Linked DNA regions of Gossypium hirsutum: region 1 is linked to region 2. Evidence: chromatin contacts called from public Hi-C data. All regions are on one chromosome and are shown on one strand. Each heading gives the region's core, a stretch centred on a gene start, on an enhancer-like site or on the middle of the called end of the contact. The rest is flanking DNA. Distances are from core to core; before and after follow the strand shown. Region 1 has its middle 6.9 kb from the start of LOC107889947. Region 2 holds the start of LOC121206710 (transcription factor MYBS1).

Region 1 (2,700 bases), core at 169-2,668, 580 kb after region 2:
GTTCTGAATTTTACTTTTATTTTATTTTATATCGTATTTTATTTAAATAAGAATTTAAAAAATAACCTTTTGAATAATTATTAAAATCATTAAATTAAAAAAAAAACAATGACAAATTCTCTCCGTGATCTTGCTGATGGTGCTTCAGTTTCTGTCGGTGATCGAAACACTAAGAAGGTACGGTTCAAGGATCAGAATTCAGATTTGGACTCAGAAATGGTGGATGGTGTTAACCTAACACCGACTCTCTTGGAAAGAGATGCTTCTAGGAAAGGGAACTCATGACCAACAAGGAGAGAAATGAGGGGCTTTTTTCAGGAACGGATGATGACTTTGTTCTTTTAGACGGTGATATCAAAAGATCATCAGTTAATGGTATTCCATCGATCGAGTTCTCGGACAGGGTTAACGAAATCTTAGTCAAGAACATGGCTACCTCGGTGGTGCTTAAACTACCGGGGAGAAATATTGGATTCGCGGCGCTTCAAAATCGGATCTATGGTATCTAGAAACTGTCCATGCGCTTCAAAATGGGTATTTTCTGGTGAAATTTCAAAATCTAGTAGACTATGAAAAGGTATTATCTCAAGGGCCATGGACTATTATTGGGCAATATTTAATGGTACAACTATGGACAACGGATTTCGATCCCATTAAACCCTATTCGAGTGTGGTTATGACCTGGCTCAGACTCCCGGGACTTACAGGCCATATGTATATGAAGAAAATCCTGTGGAAAATAGGTGGTATGGTTAGAAAAGTTGCAAAATTGGACTTTAACACGGATGGTAAAGCAAGGGGCAGATATGCTAGCATGGCGATCTATATTAACCTGGAAAAACTCTTGATTTCAATGGTTTTGATTAACGGAAAAGTTCAGCGGATTCAGTACGAATCTTTACCGGTTGTTTTTTTCTCTTGCTGTCGTTATGGACATTTCAAAGAGAACCGTGGGCAAGTGAAAGAGATTCTGGAATATTCGGCCAGGAAAAACACGACGCCAGAAAATGGAATTCCAGAAACTGAACCGGCGGTGGAAACTGACCCTTTTGGACCTTGGATGCTGGTGGTGCGCAAAATGAAGAAACCATCTAAGGACCCACAAAATTTTGGAAAGAACAACACTATAAAGAAAGTTTTGGGATCTCGCTTTCAAGCTTTGAATAATTTAGAGAAAGAAAATGGAATGAACGTTGCGGGAAAAGAGGGATTTACAGATTCTTTGCGAAAAGATAAAAACCCTATAATTAAATTATTGCAAGGATTAGAAAAAGAAAATCTAGAAGTAAATTCCAATAAAGGTGGTCCAAAGCTTTTCAAATAAAGTTGACCAGGCCCAAGTTAATAAAATTGTTTCAGCGTCCAAGGGCGCTAGTGATGGAGGGCTGCTATTAAGCCAGTTGGGCTGTCAGGACTATGAAGGGCTCACTTAAGTTTAATGAACCTGGAAGCAGTCCAAATAAAGGGCCTTTGGGGAAGCAGGCCACTCCAGCTGCAAAATCAGGGCCTGAAAGTGATGGGCAGCTTCCTTATGTATCAACCCAAGATGATCACAACCAAGTTCAATCCAACTCTTGTTTTAATTTTGTTCGTTTCGAAAAAATTTCTGCTTTATTTGCTGTAGGTGCAAATGCGTCGGGACTGGAGCCATCCGTGCAGGCTAATGAATTTGATGGAGTTAAAGCACACTTCAATCCAACCTTCGAAGGTCCTGTGGGTGTTGGGGTCCAATTGTCCGATGGCGTTTTAGATCCTGATAAGCACACTGTTGTAGTTTTTAAGGAAAATTCGCACCCAAATTTCCATGAACTTGCTGAAGTACATTAACTTTGATGCCTTAGGAGCGGGTAGTTTAGGAAATAAAAATAGAAAAAATAGTGGCAAGTTTGGTATTGGTCAAGGAGGTTGGAAATTAAATAAATCATTAAGGGGAAATCTACTGGGAATTCTCGTATTCCTCTAGTTGAATCTATGGAGGCAGTGGTGATTTTTATTTTGTCCCAAATGGTGAATGAAACAGGAAATGGAGCGCAAGATAAAGTAGCTTCCAATTTAGTTGGTGTTGCTGATTCTCAGTAATGGTATGTCACTAATTTTCATTTTATTTTTCATGAATTTCTCAATTTTTTCTTGGAATTGTCAGGGTTGTGCTAGTTCCAGATTATAATATGGAATATAAATCGGATATTATTAGTTTGCTTGAACCCAAAGTAAGTGGGACCAAAGTAGATAAAATTATAGCACAGTTGGGGCTCGATACTTACATCCGTGGGGGCAATAGGATACTCTAGGGGTATTTGGATTGGTTGGAAAAATTCAGTTCGGGTTGAGGTGGTTCACAATCACCTTCAATTTAATCTCGCCTGGGTTTGGTCAATTTCTTCTTCAGTATCGATTTTTATTTCTTTTGTGTATGGAAGCTTAAATCGTCAAAAGCGTAAGGACGTATGAGAGGATCTTAGCTTATCAATTCCCGTGGGGCAAATTTCATGAATGGCTATTGGTGATTTCAATGTAATCTTGACACCTAATGAAAAAATTGGTAGTTTTTTAGCAGGTAGGAGATGCTCCCCTTTACAGGGCACAGAGGTAGGCTTTTTGAGAGATTGGATTACACACTAAAGAATGAAGCATGGATAAAAATTTTTCGAAATAGCTTGATTACCCATCTTCCCAAAACTAAGTCAGACCATAGAGCAT
Region 2 (2,700 bases), core at 16-2,515:
CCCTGGAGCAGCAGCAATCGGCCGCCCAACAGGCGCTCCGTACATGCCTAAACCCGGCAAATGCGGATGAGCCCTGTGCTTCACTGATTGCCCCATGACCGCTGCACCGGGTGAGTTTGTGTTAGCCTGTTGGCCTGTGATAGGCGCTTGATGAGATGTATCCCCATTGTTAACACTCGTGATGTCGTGGATGCTGGACCGCCGCCGGTCTCTATTCATCGAATTTAAGCGTATAAAATACTTTTGTGCATGGCTAGCCACCTGCGTCGGAGTTCTCGATATCACAAAGTTCCTTGAAATGCTTCTCCAATCTCCTTTCCCAAACTTGTCTAAACCAAGTAGAAATAACCTGAATAACACATGTAATGTTGCTTGTCACATTACATATATCTTTATTTTCTATAAGACCCCAAATCCTAGGGCACTCAAGTCTTAATTCGAGTCACGTTCCAATACTTAAGTCAGTATTTAAGAAAAAAAAGAAAAACAGACAAGAAGTAGTAGAGGGGAATACCTATGCTCTTCTTCAGTCCATGGGATTCCTTTCCTTCTTTCTTGGTCGGACCTCGAACTCTGTTTCCCTCCATGTCCGGTAGAATCAAGGGTTAACCCCGAAAACCCATTTCCGTAACCGGAATTGGATCTCCTATCAGAATTAGGAGCCATGGAAGGTCCATGAAAATGATCCTTGGCAGAAGAGGAAGGTTCTTCTCCTTTATAACGAGGAAGTGGGACATGACCAGCCTCTATTGCAGTAACATCCTCCACTAATAATTCATAGTGAAGTTTCAACTCCTCAAGACTTTTAGTAGGAACCGTTGAAGCAATCTTTTCCCATTGCTCTTCACATTCCTCTTTCTCTATCCAATGCATTGCTATTGCGTTTTCAAATGCCTTCTCTTCTTCCCTGCTCCAACTAACACTTCCTGCCATACTACCAATAATACCCTACAAAAGAGGTCACTCAATTTCTAAGCTCAATGTTCTCTTATGTTCAACAGCTTAGTTGCATTTGGAAAGGGTCGAAAAATAAAAATAAAATAATGGGAAATGAGAGTGTAGGATAAGGGATAGAAGTATAAAATAAATTAGGGGGAAATTAAAATATAAAATCTAAAACATAAAATGAAATTGATATGGACCACTTTGAAAGCAATTCATAAATTGTCATCTTCACTGATAGTCTATTGAAAGGAGTAGAGTCGACTTGTTTTAAAGTATCTGGACTGAGTTCAAATTCTGAAATTATCACTGTTGGAAAGATTTCTCCTAAATACTACTACTCAAATAGAATTAGTCTCAAACAATAAAGTGAATTATGACACTTGTAGCTATAAAAAAAATTTTAAATTTTCATGTTCCTAATTAGAAGGTAAGAAAAATTATATAAAATTTAAAAAAGAATTCATAAAATGCTTCCTTTTTAATGCATTTGTAGTTATACATATTTTTTTAATCTCTCTATTTTTCAAGAAATTTAGTCTATGTTGTTTTTTTTTTAAATTTAAATCTAATTAATAAATTTACGCTATATTCGAATATACGATATTTCAATATTCATTGATTGATTTAAAGAAATTAAAGGCACATTCAAATTTAATAAAAGTTAACAAAAGGTTTATCAATTAATTTTTATATTAAAATTTTAAATCAGACTATTCAAGAGATTAAAAGTAGAATAATTAAATTTAATTTTTTCAAAAATGTATAGGGACTGAGATGCAAAATAGCATCTCTTTTTTACTCTAATCATAGAGGGAGCAAGATCAAGGGAGATGAGGTCCCAGAGAATCTTTCTAGAAGATTACCACCACGCGCGCATTTTGTACATTCTTCTCATAATTAAATTAAAATATGTTTTAAAGTTACATACTTTTCATAAATTTAAATTTTAGTTTTTATAATTTTATTTTCAAGAATTTAATTTATTTATTTTAAAAAAATTTAAATTCAAGTTTAATGTTAATAATGTTAATTTTTTTTTTGTTAAATTTGATAATGTGATATTGAAATAATAAAAAAGTACTCACTCGGTAACGATACAACTAAAAAATTAGTGTTATAGTGAGCCTAAATTTTTTTAAAAAAATTTAACAACATTAACAATTAGATTTAAATTTTAAATTTTAAAAAATAAAAAACAAAAATATAAAAACTAAATTTTAAATTTAAAACTATACTATTATGCCTTCTTTCCTTGTTATTTGGACTGTTTATAGAAATTTTATACCTTTTGCAGTAATAAAAAATTTCAAAATTATATTTTTTTATTTGAAATTTTAAACTTATTTTAATTTGGTAATTTTATATTTTCTAACTGTGCTAAATTTTCATAATACAAAGCTTTGGTAATATAGAAGTAATTTTAATGTCATCTCTTCGTAAAGTAATGTAAGATTTCTCAATTTTATGAAATTAACGAACAACTTATTTGAATTAATAATATTTATTTTTTTAACAAAATAAATCAATTTCCATTATATTAATATATTTTTTAATAAACATTAATATTTTATATCTTTAAATTACATCAGCTTCAATTATCGAAGACTTCAATTTTAAATAAGTCTAATTTTTACATTTAAATTAAAAATACGTATACTTGTCATAACTTTTTAATTTCATAAGTATAATTAATTTTACAAGATGAATTTTAAATACATTTTGAGATCTATACTATTTGAGTGGCTTATTCTAAAT

The links. A called contact is a pair of places that touch in the nucleus more often than the background predicts.
Region 1: a contact with region 2 is called in a Hi-C map of leaf, with 2.0 times the contacts expected there. The contact joins the enhancer-like site here to the promoter of LOC121206710 in region 2. A contact is called at or near these places in 2 of 34 Hi-C or Micro-C datasets (both in leaf).

Annotation. Positions count from the first base shown.
Region 1 is chrA09:42,150,588-42,153,287 of Gossypium_hirsutum_v2.1, forward strand. No RefSeq gene overlaps it. Among protein-coding and RNA genes, the nearest start is that of LOC107889947, 6.9 kb to the left of the region's middle. Within about 2 kb of position 1,419, at least 7 of the 9 cell types and tissues checked have an H3K27ac peak or open chromatin away from gene starts, as enhancers often do. A contact at or near this core is called in leaf, where this site is marked.
Region 2 is chrA09:41,572,182-41,574,881 of Gossypium_hirsutum_v2.1, forward strand. LOC121206710 (transcription factor MYBS1) reads right to left here and starts at 1,266. Exons shown (of 2, transcript XM_041077799.1): 1 at 515-1,266; 2 at 1-349. The coding sequence starts at 933.